2 separate regions of the Mus musculus genome follow, and region 2 is linked to region 1. A link is a contact called in public promoter capture Hi-C data. All regions are on one chromosome and are shown on one strand. The core of a region is the stretch at or near the end of the contact, and the rest is flanking DNA. Distances in the headings are between cores, read along the strand shown. Region 1 holds the start of Dnaja2 (DnaJ heat shock protein family (Hsp40) member A2). Region 2 holds the start of Bbs2 (Bardet-Biedl syndrome 2 (human)).

The links. Promoter capture Hi-C pulls out the DNA fragments that hold promoters and counts their contacts.
Region 2: a promoter capture Hi-C map of pre-B cells shows a contact between it and region 1. The contact joins the promoter of Bbs2 here to the promoter of Dnaja2 in region 1. A contact is called at or near these places in 1 of 39 promoter capture datasets (pre-B cells) and 1 of 484 Hi-C or Micro-C datasets (CD4 T cells).

Annotation. Positions count from the first base shown.
Region 1 is chr8:85,553,871-85,559,229 of GRCm38.p6, forward strand. It overlaps Dnaja2 (DnaJ heat shock protein family (Hsp40) member A2), which reads right to left and starts at 1,491. Exons shown (of 9, transcript NM_019794.5): 1 at 1,300-1,491; 2 at 47-106. The coding sequence starts at 1,377.
Region 2 is chr8:94,095,588-94,101,160 of GRCm38.p6, forward strand. It overlaps Bbs2 (Bardet-Biedl syndrome 2 (human)), which reads right to left and starts at 2,922. Exons shown (of 17, transcript NM_026116.3): 1 at 2,649-2,922. The coding sequence starts at 2,765. Gm39226 (a long non-coding RNA gene) reads left to right here and starts at 3,955. Exons shown (of 2, transcript XR_879106.1): 1 at 3,955-4,603; 2 at 4,712-4,985.

The sequences.
Region 1 (5,359 bases), core at 241-2,740:
TGATATATTTTAAGTTTCAGTTTAAGAATAAAACTCAATGACTTACTTTGTCTCCAGCATTTGGATTCTTATCAGGGTGGTATTCTTTGGCTAACTTTCGGTATGCCTTCAAAAAAGATTTTGGATAAGAGTTATACACAGCAAACAATTTAAGATATTCACTTTTCTGAGAAGCAATGTTCTAAAGTTACAGCCTTCCAAAAAATGTCACTTATTATTTAACGTTTTCCACTTCAATAGTATTTACTAATAATATACCCAAAGTTACTGAAGAAAAATACAAATAAAACAACAAAGAAGATACTGAAACATTTTTTCTTTCTTTTTTTACAAACTATTATCAAATGTCTTTGATGGCCAGTAGCCAGACCAAGGAGACCACAATAACCAAACAAATTTTAGATTGAGTGACTACGTTTTACAGAAACTCAAGCACTACTACAAATTAAGCATAGGATACTTCTACCAAGTATCTCTCCCCATGCTGGCTGGCTCCTCTGCCTGCCCTCTAACAGGACACCCAGGAGGTCCTAAGTGATGTTTTACTCGCACACGGTCGGCTAACTGGGGTCTTAGGTGGTGGTGAAACTACATACTTTCAATTAAGCGATGTGGTTAAGCACCATGTAAGTCCTCACACAGACTCATGAATTATATAACACAGCCTACCATTTCCGGTAGGGTAACAGGAAGTCTTTTTCTTTGGACTTTACCAGTCCCAGTACTTACGGGACATTCTTATTTTTCTCAGTTTACAAATGCGGATTGGATCCCGACAGCCAGAGAAGATGCTGACTTTATTAATACCCCAAGTCCCGAGATGATTTGGAACTACTACAAAGGACAACAATAAGACGTGTCTTATTTTTAGGGAGTGCACGCTCAGGTGTTTGGCTGGGGCACACGACTCATCCCCGAAGCGGCCACGGGGTATTTAGATCTCCAGCCCACAGAACAATGCTTCCAAACAGACCCACGCCGCTCCAGCTGCCGGGCGAGCGAGGCTGAGGGAGGAGCCTGCTCAGCGCCGGGGGCTGCGGCCCTCAGCCCCACACCGGCGCCGGCGGTCAGCTCCTCCCCGGCCCGGCGGCGCGAGCACCGCGGTCCGACCTGTTTTTCCGGGTGGCCCCGGGCGCCGAGCTGGCGGGCCGCGTCTGCGCAGGGCCGGGCGGGCGGAGGCCCAAGGTCAGCCGAGCCGACTGCGCCCCCGCCGCCGCCGCGCCTCAGCCCGGCTCAGGCCGCCCAGACCGCGCAGGCCCCGCGCCCTCGCCCCGCCCGCCGGCCGGCTCGCTCCAGTACCTTCTTCAGCTCGTTCTCGCTAGCGCCGGGAGGGACGCCCAGGATGTCGTACAGCTTCGTGTCGGCCACGTTCGCCATGGCGGCCTGCCGGGCAGCACTCGCAAGCAGGCGGCGGAGCGGAAGGAGCGCGACCCGGACCACGAGCGGCGGCGGCGCAGGCCGAGGAGACGGCGCGGGGAGGCAGGCGGGGCTGAACTTTGACCCGGCGCAGCGCCATGACGTCGCCACAAGGCCCCGCCTCCGGGGCCGGGCGGGGCGGGGTTGGGCGGTGGGCGCCCGAGAGCGGCTGGTGGGGCCCTTTCCTGTCGCCGCTCCGTGACGCGCGAGCGACCGCGGAGTGGAGGGGAGCGGTGTGCGGCGTTCATAAAGAACTCTCGGTGCGGCTGAGGCCTGAGGGAAAGAAGCCGGCGTGGAATCCTCACGGGGTGGTCCCCCCGGGGCCACGGTGAAAAACAGCACGTGGGTGTGAGTGTGTGAGGTTCCCAAATAGCGAGTTACGCCCGTGATGTGATTTCATCAACACCTTCACTAACTCATTTCATCTCCTTAACTTCCCCCTCAGCACCTCTGCGTAGGGGAAACAATTTCATTCATAAATACTCAGATTTATACCTAGCAGACGAGGTTTTAAAGGCATAGCCATCCTGTCACATCGGAGGAAAGGACAAATCTTTTTTACACATTCCCAGTTGGTTTCGGGGCATCCAGATAAACCAAAGTCACCCTGTTCCACCGGGATCATGTGTTCAAGTGTCTCACTTGACAGCTTTAAAATTAGCTAACGCCAAAGGTTTGGTTGGCATAAGACAGTATGGCAGCGTGCCGGCACTTGGTGGCTGTCAGTCGAGTTTCGTTTTGCTTTAGCTTGAAAGATTTCTGTGCTTTACCACATTCCAGAATGTATAGCTTGCCTTCCAACTGGTTTTCCGATAGTAAAACACTTCTGGTCAGTTGAAAACCTGAACTGGGAAACAATTGCTCATTGGCCATAAGTCTGTCAGTGGAGGTGATACACCTTTCTTGTTATTCTTCTTGACCGAGTTTTGGAGGTCCTTCACTGCCGTGCTAAGACTTCTGAAATTTAACCTGAACGCTCAGAAGAGTCTCATGAGAAGTTAGATGCTCCTTCTGCTATTCAAAATGCCCCTTAACCTGTAGTGTTTTCCTTAATTCATAACCTGGTGAACCTTCCTGTCTTATTTGATGTTCGTTTTCCTGATAAGTATGATTTATGACATGAATGCTGTTCTCACATGTGAGTCAAAATTCTTTAATAGAATATAGCTTATCTATCTGGTTTCCAGGACTTATTTGGAGGTTTCTAGCAGGGGACCACAGCTATTTTATACCCTTTTGCCAAAGATTAGCCTCTCTTCTTGATCAAATACCCAGTTTCAGGAAGGGACATACAAAGAAGAAGAGGGAACACTCACCCACACACCCAGATCAGCCAAAATAACCCTGGGGCAGATGTTGAAGTCAGATCATCCTTCTTCTGACTTTGAATTTTACAAAGACCCCTAATCATTCAAGAGTGTAAGTCCTGAAATTAGATTGTATAAGCTGGGAGCTTGGCTCTGCCTTCTTTTAACAGTAAGCTTGGCTCTGCAATGTATTTTCTGAGGTTACTTCCTCAGTGCAAGATGCTATTTATTTTTAATGGTATTTATGGTCTGGGGATGAGGCTTAGCTGGTAGAATGCTTGAGTAGAATACACTAAGGCCCTGGGTTCAGCCTCTAGAAAAAAGAGAAGAAAAGATAGAAAAAAACAAAGGGGGAACTTTGATTCAACTACTCTAATTTTTTATTTAGGCTGCTCTTTGGCTTTGTAATAAATCAATGAATGAATTGGCTTTTTGAGGCCCTGATTCAATCCCCATAACTGCAGAAATGCATTGTGGCAGCTCACACCTGTAATCCCAGTGCCTGGGATGTGGAGACAGAATAGGAGTAAAAGCAATGGTGTGTTAGCTTTATTGTTGGCCTACTTACCTACAGGCTTTTTATACTACCTTTATTCATTGGATAGCTGGCTTCCCTGAACGTCCTCAGTTCCTCTCTTCTGGGATTAATGCTCCTCAGTAGCTTCGCATGGTCTTACATGTTTGATAATTAGTTCCATTTCTCTATCCCCTTTTCAGTCAGTTTCTGCTGCACAGGAAAGGAAGTACCCTGTGTAGTTACTTTTTGTATCTTGTTTCTGTCCATGAACTGTTGAAAAGAGCAGGATTCCCCTGTTGGTCTCACTTTCAGTTTAGTTTTTTTTTTTTTCTTTTTGTTTTCTTGTAAGGGGGAAAAAAATCTCCACTTGATTAAGTTTTAGCTTGTGATATCCTGGAAATTCCCTCAGCCCTGTTATTTTACTTATTACTTGCCTTTAAACTATTTTTGTATTTATTTATTTATAATATTTTGTTCATTTCTGAATTGTAATTGTAGTCAGCACTTAGCTAATTTTGTAGGGCCACAAGTTATTTCAGAATAGCTCTGTGCGTCATCTGACACATGTTGTCATTCCTGACATCATGAGCCTGAGTTAAGCCTGTGTCTGTGTGAGCATTGTGGCACCTCGGACATTTTCTGAGTTTTTGAGATACTTCATTTGTTTTAGCTCTGTTATGTAGCTAATGCCAGGATGGAGGAAACATCTGCATCTCATTTCATATCGAAGGATCATAAAATGCTGAGTCACAGTGCATCTGAGGTCTGTTCTCATTAGGCAAACAATTTAGTTTGAGGATAAAGTGGTTTCAGATTTCTTCCAAGCTTATACTGTTGTTCAGTTTCTTCATTTTTGATTCAGTATGTCTGATTGAGAGCTATTGGGTTGGGATAAAGGAGATTGATAGGGACTAGGGAAGGAGTGTATGAAATACATTATTATATTCTGTAGGCCATTCCTATTCACAGGTAATTAAATGGAGAAATGAGCAGCTGATTATTTCAGACAATCCTTTATGTGTCATTCAGGCTACTCAGAAAGTAGTTTTGCTTTCTGCCTTTAACTAGCACTTGATTTATTCTCTCTCTCTCTCTCTCTCTCTCTTTCTTTCTTTCTTTCTTTCTTTCTTAACTTTAAAAAATATTTTTTCAAGGTTAACCGTTTGGTATTGGATAACAAGTTGCTTTTCTCTTCCCTAAGGGAGACTGTTTCTCCCATTCTCAGCATTCCTCACTTGCCTGTAGTTCTTTGTGTAGGGTTGAGGCCTTAAGGACTTTCCTCCATCCACGACACCCTATTTTGTTTCTTTGGGTTTTTTTTTTCTGTCTTTTTTGTTTTTTAAAATTTATTTATTTAATGTATGTGAGTACACTGTCTCTGTCTTCAGTCACAGCAGAAGAGGGCATTGGATCCCATTAAAGATGGTTGTGATCCACCGTGTTGTTGCTGGGAATTGAACTCAGGACCTCTGGAAGAGCAGTCAGTACTCTTAACTTCTGAGCCATCTCTCCAGCCCATAAACTCTTTTTAAAGAAAACTCCAAACAATGAAAAGATTCAGGTTAGAAATTATTCGGACTGATGGAGTAATAGTAGCATTGGTGAAGAATGGTTATATTCGGGGTATATTTTGAACTTCAGGTGGAAATGAGGACGAGGCAGAAATAAATACTCACTTAATTTACTAATCTAGCCATGTTGTGGCTCAGGCCTTTAATCCCACCAATGAGGTGGTAGGTAGGAGGGTTGCTATTAGCTTCAACTACAGAGGGAGAGCCTGTCTCAAACAACAAAACAACCCAACCCACTACCACCAAACAAATAAATTGTGTTAACTATTTCTCTTGTTTCTGTGATTAAAAAAGGGCCAAAAAAGCACCATAAGGGAGACAGGGTCTGTTTTGGTTCATAATTTGAGGCTACAGTTCATTGTGACAAAGAAGTTAATGCAGCAGGAGCTTGAGTTGATCACATTGGATGCATAGTCAAAAAGCGGAGATCTCCGTCCGGGGGTTGGTGGTATCTACATTTAATCCCAGCATTTGAGAGGCACGGGAAACTAGATCTCTGCATTGAAGAGCGATGATCTTGCCTCATCTACAGAGGAAGTTCCAGAACT
Region 2 (5,573 bases), core at 1,672-4,171, 8.5 Mb after region 1:
ATTCCATTAATGTGTGTGTGTGTGTGTGTGTGTGAGAGAGAGAGAGAGAGAGAGAGAGAGAAGGAGAGAGAATAATCTCAACTTTCTATATACTGAATTAGCAAGAACCATTTTTTTACATTCAGAAGAATCCAAGAATCCACCATGTTAATCCTTTGAGGCCATGATGGGACTTGCCTGAGTTCACTGCCCTCAGTGCAGCGGGAACTGGATGGGACTAGTCACTGAATACATTTCTTACAATGACCCAGCTAGAAAAAGTCTTTTTTTGGTTGGATTTTTTGTCATTGTAACCTGAAATTTTTCCTTTTTCACTTCTATTTAGAGCTATATCAGACCATTCTATTACAGTGCTATTTTATATGTAAACTGTACTGCTATGCATAAAGTAAAAATAAAACAAAGGGACTTCTGCTACTGAAGACAATGCTTCAGACTTGAAGCTGAGCTGAGCTGGTGCCTAACAAGAAGCTGCACACCTACTGACTAGCATTCATGATGACACAAAGTCCTCTGCACAATACCAGAGAAGGCAGCCATCAACCTAGCCACAAAACCCGAGATCGACAAAGATGACCTGCCTGCAACAAATGCCAGTGCAACAAACTCAGTGAGAGGCAAACGCTGAGGGAGTAACCCACCTCTGACTGAATTTAAGATGTATTCCACAGGACTCATCACCCACAATTCCCTCTTCTTTCTCTCTCCTCCAGCCAAGCAAGATGCCCCAAGGAAAGAAGGCCAAGGGGAAGAGGGGAAGAAGGTGGCCCCGGGGCCCCTGCCATCATCAAGAAACAGGAAGTCAAAAAGGTGGTCAATCCTTTGAGAAAAGGCCCAACAACTTTGGCATTGGGGAGGAAATCCAGCCCAAAAGAGATCTAACATGCTTAGTCAAATGGCCCAGCTACATCAGGTTGCAGCAGCAAAGAGCCATCCTCTTTGAGTGGCTCAAAGTACCTCCTGCCATTAACCAGTTCACCCAGGCTCTGAACAGGCAGACAGCTACTCAGCTGCTTAAGCTTGCACACAAGCACAGGCCAGAGACAAAGCAAGAGAAGAAGCAAAGGCTACTGGCCCGTGCTGAGAAGAAAGAAAATACCATTACATAGTATTGCATAATTTAAATATATGTATCAGTGTGTGTCTATACCATATACAGTTCATATCCTATTACATATTCTGACATGATATATCATATACATATACACTCTGCTTACTCTCTCAAATGTAAGCTCTAGAGGTGAAATTTCATTTATCGCAGTATCTGCAGAGTTAGGAAAAGTGTCCAGCACATGATTGTACCTCAAATTAGGGGTTAAGGTAACACCAGTGGGATATCGTTGCCTCTTATATTGCAGTACTCCATTCTACGAACATGTATATGCACATATGCATATGTGGATGCGAACTTCTTTTGGATGTTTGTCAGTGCCTGGGATAAGGGCAGCTCAGGAGGCTGAACCCAGGCTGTTGAGTATGTTAGGCAATCGTTCTACCACTGAGTTACATCATCAGCCTTTTTAATATTACTATTTGAATATTCGTGTGTGTGTGTGTGTGTGTGTGTGTGTGTGTGGGTATGTGTGTGTGTCCAGGCTCTATAGCACATGTGAAGGTCAGATGACAACAACTTACAAGAGTCAGATCTCTCTCCATGTTGTGTGTCCCTAGGACAGAACTCAGGTCATCAAACTTAGCAGTGCATGCCTTTATCCAAGTGACAATTGGACAAAGAACTCCCTTCTTCTAAAATTTTAATTTTGAGACAGGGTCTTCCTATGTTGCCCAGGCTAGCTTTGAACTTATGATCCCAATCTCTTGAACAGATAAAATAACAAATGTGTAGCACTACCTCAGGACTGGTAGCGCCTCTTAACTAGTAGCATCACATACCAAGACGAATGTTCAGCATTTTACTTCACCATACCAGTTTATGAAATCATAACCCATTTAAACGAATCCTTATGTTCCTGCTACGGAACCCTAGAAGTAGCATATAAGGTAACATACAACACACATGGCAGTGTCTTGAAAACTCCTTACACAAATGCAATTGTGTACCTGGCATACCTGCTGAGTCTAACAACAAGAATTCAATCTCACTTTCACAATTTCTTTTGTTTGCAAACTGGGTCTAAATCTGAATTTTTTTTTTATCTGTGACCCTGACACCCCTTTCTCAGTATGTGGCTCATAATAACCATTTAATGAACACTTAGGTTATGGGGATAAGATCTGAATGTACGTGATCAAGGACCAAAACTACAATCTGAATTTAACATTGGGTTGTTGTCCCCACCCCACCCGCTTCCTCCACTGTAAAGAGGCAAATATGGAAGAGAATCCTGGAGGCAAGCAGAGGCCCTGGGCATGAATCTGGAGTCAGCAATCGCTGCTACTCCTGGACAAGCGCTCCTTTTTCTTGAGACTTCTTTTCCCTAGGTTCCTGATCTGTCCTCAATACTGTTCAACACTGAGAACCTGGTGATAAAAAACGTCACTGCTACAAAGCTGTTCTTTGAAATCCCACTTTGATGGGACTGGAGCCAAGGACAGCGGCGACCGGTTGCCAGGCAATGCGGGCAGGGGGCGGGGCAGCGTGAGGGGCGGGATCTGGAGGAGGCAGGAGTCCGGGTGGGAGCGGTTACCTTGCCCGCTTGGGTGGCGGCAGCCAAGCACGGGTGAGTCCCGTCGTAGCGCCCTATGGCCACCATGCGGGGGCTGATTTTGTGGCGCAGTTTCAGAGTGAACACAGGCAGCAGCATGATGGCGCCAGCTAGGGGCGGAAGACAGATGCCCGACGCAGGCGCAAGGCAAGCAGCTTGGCCGGCCGGTTGCCTAGCAGCGGATGAGGAGTAGGAGGTAAATACACGCAGGACTGCGGAACGCCACAGGCCCGGCGCCGGAAGCGCAGACTAGAGCGCGATCGGTGTCGCCAACTCTCTCTACGCCTGCGCGGACCCTCCCAGCGGCAGAGCTACGCAAGTCCCAACTAGCTCCTGCGACTGCGCAGTGGCGTCGTGCCTGGTTGGCCTGCGTTCTTTGTCTGTCCTCGGACTGCGGCTGTAAATTAGTGTTAGATGAAGCCTTACCTTGGCGTCTGGGATGGCGGTGTCTAAGCCAGTACCTCCCCAGGATTCTCTGTAGCGTGTCAGCCAAGCTGCACCCCGTACACGCCACACACTATGTCACCCTTTCATTCGTTCAAGAACTAAGGCTTTACGGGGCGGATAGTTAAGTGGGTGAAGACACTTGATACCAACCCTGATGACCCGAGTTGGAAGCAGAAAACCAGCTCCAAGGACATGCACACGCACGATTAAAAAAACAAAACAAAACTAACGTTAAAGTGCTTAGTGTATCCCTTGCTTTAGCTGTTATGCCCAGGCAAACGTCAATAGTAACCCGAAAATAATAATCCCCTCAAGATAAAAGTAAAGAGTATAGTTTATTTAAATAGTTTAGGTGGTAAATATAAAGCAGTAGAGAACGATGCAAAGTTGAGGGACATGGGAAGGGAAAGAGTACTTCTCTCCCAAGTCCAGTTAAGGCGCTCCACCAGCTGAGTCAAGATTTTCAGGACAATTAGCATTTGTACAAAGTTGCTCAGCTAGAGACAACATGCCCTTTATATGAAAAGACTTTCAACTAAGAATGTTGAAAAAGCACTGAATCCTGCTTAAGTACTAAACGGACATGGCCTTTCTCCTTTGCCAGCTGTAAATCTGTAATTTGCTAGGGACCTCACAAGAAACCCTACTTAAATAAATGATGTGACTTAACTCTTTACATCCTTGTGACAAGTCGGTTCATCTTAGCAAATTGCAAACTCTACTCAAAGCACCGGTGAAGTCACCTTATAAACGTATTCATCAAAAAGAAGGGAAAGAAAGAAGAGTAAATGTGCGGGGGGGGGGGGGGGGGGGGGGGGGGGGGGGGGAGTAGAAGAAAGGAACTAGCAGGTGAGAAGGATCAGCCAGCCATAGTATGCATGAAAATGTCATAAAAGACCTGCTACTTTGTAAGCTAATTTTCAAAGTAAAACAAAAGAGAGAAAGAAGATGGGAGTGGGGTGGAATTCCTAACAGCCCATTGAGATATAACTAGAGCTACTAAGCAGTCTATGTAGCTGATAAGATACTAAGTGAGTCGTTCCCTCTTGAAACCCACATCCAAGCTTTTGGCTATGTATTATTCTATCCCTTAGCACCTATCCTCTCTTTTAAACTCCTTCCCAGCCCCTCCCCGTTATGCTTATATTATAGTATAGCATATTACATTACATTAATTATGTATGGTATATGGTGTGTGTGTGTGTGTGTGTGTGTGTGTGTGTGTAAAACAATACCATGTGTTCTAGGGACCAAACTCATGTCATCAGCCATGTTGTTTTTAACCTGCTGAGCCATCTTGGTGACCAAAATCTCAGGAAACTTCAACTGCTTCAAACTGTCTGGTCCTGGAATTCTTTGCTGCAGTGAAACCAAGAATCCTGTTGTCACTTGGATGGAGGTCTCAGAAAGGAGTGCCCAGTGCTTGGGCTGCTGCAGGTGGCAGAGTGGAGCTGTATCTCTGGCACACACCTCACTGCTGGTGGCAACAGGTAACCTTATTTGGAGAGCAGTCTTTACAGATGTAAGTTAAAGAGCTTGAAATGAGGTCATCCTGGATTAGAGTGGCCCCTAATTCTAATGATATGTATCCTTTTAAGAGGGAGAGAAGACAGAAACAGCCATAGGCACCAATTGAAGATGCTACTCTAAACTGAAGAGTGCCTGAAGGCTCCCGAAGCTCAGAATTCTTCCCTAGAATGTTCAGAGGAAACAGTCTCCTATTAATACCGTCATTTCAGACTTCTGGCTACAGATATGTGTGGGAACGATCTTGTTTTAAGCCAGAAATGTTTGAGAGTGGGGAACTGCTTGTGAACTTCAGGGATATATTCTTTTAGATACAAACATGCAAAATTAAAAAGTTGCAACGAACCATTCATTCTGCACATATGTTTGAGAGCCTACTGTGTGCCCGACAATCTTCCAGAGAATAGATAGCAATAACAGACAAATCTCTTCTCTCCTAGAACTGGCAAACAGAAGTCAGAGAGAACAAGAAATGCACAGCTATTAGAGTAAGCACCTTAGGGAAGGTCGGGAGAAGAGTTAACAGAGGATGAGGGGAAACCATATTTACTGAGGTGGTAGGGAAAATAAGTTCCCAAGAAAATGACATTCAAGCAAAGAATTAAAGTAAGTAAAGAAGCCAGCTACCAGGGAGAAGGTTCCAGAATGTGGAAGTGCCTTCTGGAATAGCTATTTACCAGTGACAAATGAGATGAGCAGCCACTGCCATGGGAGACTGGGGAGCAGGCACAGGGGAGGGGGAGTCAGAAGGATGTCAGCCCGGATGACAGACTGACAGCTGCTAGGAGCAAAAGAACAGCTGGGAAGCACTGTAGTGAGTGGTGGGAGATGAGCCTACACTCCTCTCAATGTCTGCATTTTGTATCGTTGTACAAATGGGCATCATTTTTCCCCCAAGTCTGTTGATATGACTGTGGCTAATTGCAATCTCCT